2 separate regions of the Gossypium hirsutum genome follow, and region 2 is linked to region 1. A link is a contact called in public Hi-C data. All regions are on one chromosome and are shown on one strand. The core of a region is the stretch at or near the end of the contact, and the rest is flanking DNA. Distances in the headings are between cores, read along the strand shown. Region 1 holds the start of LOC107929605 (abscisic acid receptor PYL8). Region 2 holds the start of LOC107942309 (ubiquitin-conjugating enzyme E2 28).

Region 1 (5,465 bases), core at 761-3,260:
TGAATCTTAAGCTACAAGCAAACGCACTTAAATTGCTTTGTTTTAAGAACAAAAAGATTTTAAATGGAAGAGATAGATGATATCAAATGTAAATGGAGAAAAACAAAACGAATTTCTAGTTTTCTACCTTAAGTCTGTGATCACCACAAACAATCCTGATGCTGAGGATATGCTCATTATCATCAAGGAGTTCCAATCTTTCAGTACTTGTAGTAGCCGGAAGTCCCGACTTGACATAAACTTCTCTAAGACTTCCAATCTCGAGGTTTCCCTGTGCAATACACCTGCTGACAAAGGGTTTATACTTCTGAGGTTGGTCGAATCTCCTCACCAAAGACCAAACCTGTAAAATAAAAAGACAAAGCAATACAAGTTTCATAAAAGACTAGGCAAATCCTGGAAAAAGAAAAGAGATTCAACCAAGGTGATAGATTAAAAATTCGTAAAAATAAGAATCAAGCTCAACAGTTCTACCAACAAGCTACTAGTCTAGTCAAAACATGTATGCGGGTTCAAGTTTTGATCCCCGAAAAACCCCTTCCTCCACTTTGAATGTAATGTAAGCTTTGTTTGTACCAAGAAAAAAGCTCTACGGTTCCAGAGGAGGGCATTATTTCTACATTATCAAAATATCGACTTAGTTATCGATCTTTCCTCTTTCTTCGGCCATTGAATAAACCATTCTTAAGGTAGGTGCAAAAATGGAGAAAGGAAAGGAAATAAAGATTTGGAACATATACTCACGTTATTCCCATTTCTAGGAAATTAAATAGCCAACAAGATAAGTTCCATTTAATTCAATTAGATCATACATAACTCATTGTTTCTATATAAAGAAATGGAGAAAACCATGGCAATGTGACCAAATCAAAAACTGTTTAAAAATTCAAATGAGCAAAACACCTTTAATGTAAGTTTTGAGTTGTTAAAGTGAATCAAAATGATCTCTGTCGATAAAAATTTCAATGTAAGACCTTCAAAATTAATGTTTTACTAGTTCAAAAATTATGCAAAATGTTTTTTTGTTAAACATAAACCAGCAAAACCAAATATAACGAATTCAATCAAAACATTCAAAGGTTTCTACTAAAGAAAACCACCATAGATCGAGATTAATCCTTGTGGAGGACCAAAAAAAAAAGTCAAACACTGAAAAACAATCTCAATAAGCAAACATGCAAAATAATCACAAAAAAAAAGGAGAAGTCTATGACGCTAACAAAAAGAGAGAGCACAATGAAATCTCTCAAATAGATCTAAATAGAAAAAAGAAAGAAAAAGAAAGTTACGAGAGGAACAGGAGCTTTGATGTGTTTAACAAGAGTTGAACTACACTGATTCTCTCCTATCTCATGCAGATGATGTCTCCTTATATACTCAGCCGCCGCAACCGCCGCCACACTACCGAATCCGTTGCTATGCCCATTCATTTTCCTCTCTTCTCCTTATTTACCATATAAAAAAAAAACTCGTTTTCCTCTTAGGAAACAGCAACAAACAACAAATAAACGCTCTAACTCGTCTCCTCCGACGGTAACCGGAGCTCCGATCATCAACCGGACTGAATCTCTCCGACGAAGCTTCTAGAAATCGTTTTAACACGGTTTATCTCAATAAAAAGAAAACCTTGTGAGTCACCGCAATAAAAAGAGAGAAGCTACGTTGCCTCTTCTACCTCTAAGCCTCTCTATCACCCATCTCATCACCTGAAATAATAATAAAATAAAAATCCAATTAAAAAGCTTCAATTTAAAATATATATATATATATATTACTGGTTCAGCTCTTGGATTTGACATCCGGCTAAGGGTTTTATTACGAGAATTGCCATTCTTTGGAATTCTAGATTTATCTGATATTTATAAAAACAAAATTTCGCTTTGCCCTTTTAATTAACATTTTCAATTTAATAAATCATTGGTTAATTGGATCTTTGGTTTTAAAATGATAAAAATGGAGACTTTAATATTTGAATGGTTTTTTGGGAAAATGTCGGTTATTTATGGTCCATCCTCATTTATTTGTGTACCAAAAAGTCCTCATTTATTTAGGTCGTACTGCCAAAAAAATTATTAAATGTCATTTTTGACCTTCTTGCTTTATTTATTTTTGCTTTCACACTTCTGAAAAATTTGTGGAGGAAATTTACATTTTAACTTTAGCCCTTAATATTGATTTAGATTTTTTTTTTTGTTTTTAATTATTTGATTAAAAATAAAATCTGCATTTTGTACCTAAAAAATTGTTTGCTTTTAGAAATTTGTTATAATTATTATTATAACATATTTAAAGAAAAATATAGCTAACGAATATCTTTTAATTTAATTTAATAATTATTAAATATTATAAAAATACAAGTAGTAATAAAATAAAATTTTATTAGTGTCTAAAAATATATATTATTATTAAAAATAAATCTGATTTATTCAACATTTTCTATCTTGATTGAAAATTTTCTTCATACCAATGTTGATTGATATGATATAGTATTTTAAGTTATTCTACAAAATACTATATTTATTAATATCTTTAGTTAATTTAAAATTTTCTTTGGAAACATAAAGTTAATTTATTATCATATACAAATAATTAAAATTCAATATAATTATATGTTTGAAATGTATAGAACATAAATTCCAAATATAGATAAATATATATCTAACAAATTCATAAGTTTAAAAATAATTATAATTATTATATTTAAATTTACACATGCTTAATTAATAATTATAATAAAATTTCTAAATTTTTTTTTCCAAGGATAAAACAATAAACAAATATTAGTGTAAATAAATATTAGATACAGTTATTGGAGTTTATATCATTGTTCCCCAAGTAAAGTGTTTCGTTGGACGATGTTCACGTTGAATTATGTAATGCACCTATTGTAGTAGTGAGTATATGTAATCCCATAAAGGTTCTAATTTCTTGTGGACACTACAGTTTTGAGATATTATCGATTTCAATTTATTGTCAATTGTAATGATTGTCTCATAGCTAATTGTGATATCTTCTAGTTTAAAAAGGAGATAACATAAAAGAGTTAAATTTATCATGAACATTGAAACTGGGTAAACTCTTTATGTCCGAATCTCGCTTTATTCAACTTACCAATCATGTATTCAAACCACGGACTTATGGTTTTCTATATTGATTATGTATCATTTTGAGACAATGTGGACTTCACATTTATAATGTCACGATATTATTAATGATGAGTTTGGATGGACGGCGTATTTACTTGTGATTAGTGTAAAAATAATTATAACAATACTGTAACATGAACTAAAAGTAAGTTAAACATACTGCACTTTACCTCACCATCCATCTAAATATATATACGTGGAAACGTTTAAGTTGTGCTGGATTTTCTTTCATACCTAAACTAATGAATATTTTTGAAATTGTTTGGAAAACTTCAGCAACGTGATCCAAAAACCAATTTTAAATTAATAAAATTTAAAGAATGTATTAAGTATCGTTTAGCCATTAGTTTAACTTTTCACTTGCTCTAAAAGCCAATAAAATTTAATTAAAATTTCTTGAACTCATTTTCAATAACAGTAATATAATAATTTAAATTTTAGAAACAATATTATTAAAAAGAGTTATCTCGAATTTTAAATATAAATTATAAAATGAATATGAAAAATATCAATAATATTTAAAAATTTTATATTCATACGTGTTTTTTTAAATAAAAAAGCAACTTACAATTCATATAAATTTTGATATATAAATAATCCATATTACAAATTTTAAAGTGTTAATATAATTATGTGGCATTAGCATTAATTTTTGTATTCTATTACATTCTATCTTGTGTTTTAATTATTTTTTCGAATCATATTTGTAGAGCTCAAATTTTGCCCGGGTCCAACAAGTAGAGCCCAGCACACCAACCATCCAATTAACACCCCACTAAACCGATCACTAACTCTATCACCCCACTTGCCACCATGGAAGAAGGCAATCACTTGTAAGATTTGGCTATAAAAGCCATTCAAAACTATTGTAAAAAGGGGTTTATTTGGAGATGAATCAAAGATCAAAGTAAAAGAAGTTTCTTTGTCTATTCTCGTTTTAAGTTATTTGTTTGTTTATTGTTTTCCTTTCAATTTTATTTTGTTTTTTACACGGAAGTAAAAATAAAGGGAAGAAGCTTACCCATTTTAGAATTACCGAAAAAGGGTTTTTTTTTAAGTCTGGCTGCCGTGTACAGTGGCGCCGACGGCGGCTCGTGGGGGTCCGGTGACCGGAGCAAGGCCGGACCGATGGCCGAATTTAGAAGGGAGGGGGAGAGTGTTATTTTTAAATATTGTTATTATTATTATTATATTTATTATATTATATTTATTTTATTACTGTTACTATTATTTTATATATTTATTACCATTATTTATTTATTATTATTATTAATAACATATTGTTATTTTTATTATTTTATTATTATTATTATTATTATTATCATCATGGTACTATATTAAATAGTTTTGTACTGTTATTACTACTAATATTATATTTTCATTCTATTTATTTATTTACTTAAAAACCTTATATACCTTTACTTTATTTTATCATTTATTTATATCTTCTTATATAATATTTTTTTCTCTATATTATTATTATTATATTATTTTCATTTTTATTAATATATTATTATTATTGTCTTCTATTTTGTTGTTGTTATTATTATTTTAATCGTTATTACTATGTTTATAGTTACTGTTAGCATTATTCTATTATTACTATTATTATCGTTAATTAATTTTATATTTTCATTATCTTATATATTTTCTTTTTATATTTGTTATGATCATTATTACTATTATTGTTTTATTATTATTTCTTACATACTTTCATCATCCTCATATATATATATTATTTTCTATTTTTACCATTAAGATTATTATTAACGTATTATTTTTTTATTAATGTATTATTATTATTTGCGTTATTAACTATGTTATTTTGTTATCATTTCTTTTGATTGTCTATGTTAGTTTTAAAATTGGTCCATCTTTTAGTTTTCATGAATTTTTTTTAATATTTGTGTTTTGTAATTTATTAGCGCGACATTTTACTCACAAATTATTGTTTAAAATAAAAAAGCTTTTCGTTTAATTGTTTCTTTTTATTCGAAAGTTTTTTTCAAAATAAGGCAATATTCGATATTTGGCATCTTCGAGAAGATTGTGTCCTAACTTACTGGGTTCCAATTTTCCTTGTTGAATCTAAGTAACCGGGTACCATTTTTCAATCAAAACGTATAAGTTTCAAATAAAAGCTTATTCTCAGGAATTCGATGTGTTGTGTCCTAACTCACTGGATATGACATTTTGTATTTGATATAAGGATTTCTAAAAAATAAGAAAGTTTTTCATGTTTGGAAATTCAAGAAATCGTGCCCAATCATACTGGTTTTCGATTTTTCGTTCAACCGAATAACTGAATATCCTTTTGAA
Region 2 (5,465 bases), core at 1,402-3,901, 140 kb before region 1:
AATGTTTGGCTTTTGGGAAAGGGAGAGAAGTGGTGGCGGTCCTGGCGGAGCTAGAGGCTAGCTTTGTTCGGGTGTGCATATTACCGATTCCGCATTTGAGGGAATGTCTCGGTAGAAATGGCATTGAATCAGAGCCGTCGGATGTTCAGATTCTTTATTATCGACGGTCTAAATTTACTTTTAATGAATAAATCTTAAAATTATTAGTCCTACGTTGGTAAAAATAATTAATTATCTGATTGTATTTCATTTATTTTATTTAAAAAATAGGTAAATTAATTTCTATAAATTATATTAAAAAATAAATTCATCATTTATCTATATTCCGGTTTGTTTACTCTACTAAAATATATCAATTTACTCACTCTACAATAGCTATATGTTCCGTTTAGGAATATGGATTTAGATTTTATTTATTGGGTAAATTGTAGAAATAAAATGCATGTAGATAAAATTCTTGAGATTCAACATAATGTATATCATAAAAAGTATAAAAACATGAATTTGTCAAATCTAATTTTTTTTTTAAGAATTTCAAATTTATTATTAAATAGATATTTATTAAATCTTAGGATTTGAGAAATTATTATTGTGGCATTTTCAACCCGTTCAGTACTTAATTTACACTATTTTTAAAAAACTAAATTCTAATTCTAAAATCTTACTTCTCAAATGTTACTTTAAAAAATTCATTTAATTATACTATTAAAAATTGTTATGTCTAAAGGAATAATCAAACAGTGACATATGGGATATCACATGTACTTCGTGCTGATGTATAGAGACCAATTTTTAATTGTAGAAATGAATTATTTTTTAAAAAAATAACCAATTTGCTATCTAATCTAACGTGTATGGACTAATTTGTCTATTTTTTTTAGTAAAAGAGACTAAATGTAATCTAACTTCTAGTATAAAGATCTCTATGATATTTTTATTGTCTATATTATGACATGCACCAACATTTGGGTGTAATAAAAAATATAATAAAAATATTTAAGAAATAAATTTATCTTAAAAATAATAAAAATTGTGAATAATTTTATTAATTAAGACAAAAATAATATCAAGACAAAAACAAAACACTCTATTAATTAACTATTTGATATGAACTTATAATCTATTCACGAGGTTGTTTTGATCATACGATAAATACTACAATGAGGCTTTATTCTCTCATCACTCACTTTTTTAATATTATGACATTGTTAAGTATAATTTTATTTTATACTAATTTATAATTTCATTATTTATTTAAATTTAAAATTTTCCATTTTCCCGGCTGCCCCCTGAATTCGTCTGGTGGGACTTGCATTGTTCTCGAAGATCTTTTGTAATTTCTATCAAGCATTTTCAACGGAAAAAAAAATGATTCCAAGTTCCTAATGGTCCAATGTCTCCATTTCTAAATAAAAACGGTCCAATATAAATACATGCATATATTCTTCTTATTTTTTAAGTCGAAATCCAATATTCTTCCAATTCTACTTTTGGTATTTTCTTTGCTATAAAAAAATGCTTTTCTTTTTCTTTTTCTAAACAATAAATATGTTGAATTGTGTAATTTAACTCGTACTCTCAAACTCGATTAGTGATTTTGTAAATAGTAAAGTAATATAAATAACTTTAAAAAAGCATAAAGAGTAGAATAAATTTATTAAATAAATAAAAATATAATGAATAGAAATAGCAAAGTTGATTAAATCTTCGCTAAGCTCATGTTGTTGTAATTGTAATAAATTATAAGAATGTGGGTTCAACCGTCTTTAAATTATAAGAGAGTTATTTATAAAAGTAAGCATTGTATAAATAAAAAAAGGTAAATTATATTTAATGTCACTGAACTATTAATAAGTTTACATTTTGATTATCGAACTTAAAAAAGTTATAAAATATTTATTGGACTATTCAAAAGTTTTTATTTAAGTATGTTGTAATTTTTTTTTAAAGTTTGGCTAACGAGCTCCAAGCAATGATTCGATAATTAATACAATAGATTAGTACCCATTGACGAGTAGAAGAATATATCTTAGATCTAAGTTGATGGAACCATCAGTGTCAGAGATTAGAAAAGAAAGTCATTTGGATTTTGATTTAAAAATTCGTGACATTCAAAGTTATTTTATGAAAAAAATAAACTATAGAAGAGGAGGGAATGAGAGATTTCGATTAGTGGAGACGATACGAATAGAGAATGTCATACAATAACGATTTTTACAACCCAATAACTTAAATAAAAACTTTCGGATAGTTTAATAATCATTTTGTAACTTTTTAAAAATAAGTGATCAAAACATAAATTTACTAATAGTTTAGTAACCTTGGTGTAGTTTACCCATAAAAAAACAATCATTTTGGAAGTAGTGTTGTAATTATTGACTTCATTGATAGTTATCCCTTGGGCCACAGGGTCTTAGTCTTTCCCACACAAAACTCACGGGTTTTGACCCAGACGGCCAGACCAAGCCAACTCAATCGACAAAACGCGTTCGAGACCGGATCCAATCACAAATCGAGGAACCCGAAAGCGACACTCATGTTTAAAAAAGACTCGTGCCTGTTTCGTTTTTTCCCCGAACGACCACGGGCAACGCGTTTAGTCAGTTTAAAGAATCTCATTTTCCAACGTAAAAAAAAAAAAAGATAGAGGAAAAGGAATAAAAGAAAAAGGAAACACAGAAAACCAGAATAATAAATAAACGGACTTAAGTCACTGGCAACTTTCGGCTAAGATGGTGTGATCTTTCATTTTTAAAAGTATGGGACCCACACACAAAGCCAATCAGAGACTATCAATAGAGCTCGGTCCACCCGTATATAATATACCGCCACTACACCTTATTATAAATTCTCCTCTCATTTGTTTTTGTTTTTCTGCTCTTCCCCATATTAAAAGCCTGCCTTCTTCTTCTTCGATTAATATTTCTCTTCTCTAATCCACCTAAAGCTCCTTCAAGTTTTCGAAAAACACAATATATTTAAAAAAGAATAACTAAAAGCACCTTTTTGAGGTTCGATCTGTTCGATTTCTTGCATTTGATTGTTCATTTTTTGCGTTGTTTTGATTTTTTTTTTGTCAATGGTGAATGGATCGTAGGTTTTGAGATGGCATCAAAGCGGATCTTGAAGGAATTGAAAGATTTGCAGAAGGACCCTCCTACATCATGCAGTGCTGGTATAAAATATATATATACGCCTATAAACTCATTCTTTTCGTTATGTCTTTTTATTATCTTTTTTCTTGTATTGATGTATTTAATCTTTGTGTAAGACGATAGATTTCTAGAGGTATATATATTTTTTATTTGAATGGGTGATTACAAATGACCGGTTTGATGTAATTATCAGTTATTTTTGCAGCGGAAAATGATAGATTATTAGTAATGTTTGTTTGTGATTATATTGAAAGGATCTAATTTTGATGTCTTGTTGTTATAATGCTCGTGTGAGAAGACAGTTCTTGGTATTTATGTTTTGGGATTTAAAATAGGATTCAAATTCTATAATTATCAGTAATTTTTTACTCAAAAGATGTTAAATTATCTATAATGTTTATTTGTGATTATTGGAAATGATTGTAATTTCATGTTTTTGATATAATTTTTAGTGATTTTTTTTTTGCAACAAAAATGTTATATTATTAGTTACGTTTACTGGTGATTATTTAGAAAATGGTTGTAACTTTGTCAGCCAACATATGGATTTGGACGGCTGAGTTAAGTTTGTATTCTGCCTCGTAGTGGCTTCTATTCGTCAATTTGTAGTCTTTTTAGAACCAATAAATTGTAGCATCGAAAAAGAACCAAAATAATTGTAAAATGTTAAGCATTGATAAAAAATAGTTTACATTACAGTATGCTCAAATGAAACTTTTCATGAATTAAATGTGTTAAACTTGGAATTGCTCATTTTTTATATTCGGTCTTAAGAGTCATTGTTTATAACATGTCTAATCTATGGTTGTGTTCGAAACTTGTATAAAGATAGCATTTCATCATGCGGTGGCATTATTAATTAAAGTCTTTTACTTTGGAGTTCAGTAGTGGAAGGAAGGAAAAAGACTTCATTCGGTTTTTCCATGTTTGGTATTTTTCTCCTTTTGGTATATTAAGAGATTAAGAGGAACGAACATGAAAACCATAATATTCATTATTGTGTCAGCTAATTCTTGACCCTATCTGTGCAAGATAGGCATGACGGGGTAAACGATGAAGGAGACCCTTACTTCATTTAAATGTAGTATATGATCATATTCGAGTGCAAATGTTTTAATTTTTGGAGTGTAAATCAATTTGATGAACTGTAGTTCCGAAACCAGGTCTGTTGTCTAATTGATTGGGACTATCCTTCCTGAGGAATCCCAAGGTTTTTTGACTGATTTGTTACGTGCCTTCAAAGTAGCATTTTTTTTTCTTTCTGATTTTATGAATTTATACAGTTTTCTAGGTATGCACTTATCACCATTTTGCTTGTAATTACATATTTGACATTGAGTCCCTCATCTGCATGTTCATGATATTTCTTATTGCTCTCGTATGCTGCTTATGCTGATGTTTTTCGGTAATTGGTTGTAGTATCTACAAGTGCTCAAGGAGTATCGTTGAGCTTTATTACTTATATATCGATCATTGATTATTTGACAATTTGCAGGTCCTGTTGCTGAAGACATGTTTCATTGGCAGGCCACAATCATGGGTCCACCAGACAGTCCCTATTCTGGGGGTGTTTTCCTAGTGACTATTCATTTTCCTCCGGATTATCCCTTTAAGCCTCCCAAGGTACTTTTTATATGTAAATTTTGTTTACCATTAGATGCAGGTGTTTACTCTTGACATTTGCAAGGGCACGTAATTTCTCTGTTGTTTCAATGCTTTAAAACACTGATCATTTACTTCTATTCTGTGTTGGGTAGCAACCTTTACGGTCCAGTTTATTTAAAATATCCTGCCCACATTCATCTCTCATTCCATTTTTATCAATATTGGAAGAAATTAACGATTGCTTTTTTGTAGATACTCCTTGCATTACTTGTTTCATACTAGATTAAATTGCACATGGAAGCATAATAGAAATCTTCATTGTCATTTTACTTGCCAAATGCTGGTCTGCCTAATGGCTTGACTGCAGAGAATGAAAAATACAATACATAACAAAATTGGAGTGCTGTTGAGAGGCCATAAATATTCCCATAAGCTTGAAACGGTATAAAATATATGTAAAATGAAAATTGATGTTGCTCTGCATTGGTACAATCCCTTTTTTATTTGTCTGACCGTTCTTAATGTAAGAAGTGGTTTAACCCAAAATTATCAAGGCTAAAAGTTATACAGGTTGTTTATTGCTTCCTTTTCTCTCTTATTTCCATCTCTCTTAAAGGGTTTTTCCAAAATGATAATGAATTTGCAGGTGGCATTTAGAACAAAGGTATTCCACCCCAATATTAACAGCAACGGAAGCATTTGCCT

Evidence for each region. Hi-C and Micro-C count contacts between places; a contact is called where the count stands out from the background.
Region 2: a contact with region 1 is called in a Hi-C map of callus, with 3 times the contacts expected there. The contact joins the promoter of LOC107942309 here to the promoter of LOC107929605 in region 1. A contact is called at or near these places in 2 of 34 Hi-C or Micro-C datasets (callus and leaf).

The regions. Positions count from the first base shown.
Region 1 is chrA12:106,896,771-106,902,235 of Gossypium_hirsutum_v2.1, reverse strand. It overlaps LOC107929605 (abscisic acid receptor PYL8), which reads right to left and starts at 2,010. Exons shown (of 3, transcript XM_016861089.2): 1 at 1,290-2,010; 2 at 128-343. The coding sequence starts at 1,430.
Region 2 is chrA12:107,033,890-107,039,354 of Gossypium_hirsutum_v2.1, reverse strand. LOC107942309 (ubiquitin-conjugating enzyme E2 28) reads left to right here and starts at 2,651. Exons shown (of 5, transcript XM_016875955.2): 1 at 2,651-3,011; 2 at 3,098-3,175; 3 at 4,651-4,778; 4 at 5,407-5,465. The coding sequence starts at 3,106. It overlaps LOC107942312 (myosin IB heavy chain), which reads right to left and starts at 125. Exons shown (of 4, transcript XM_016875962.2): 1 at 1-125.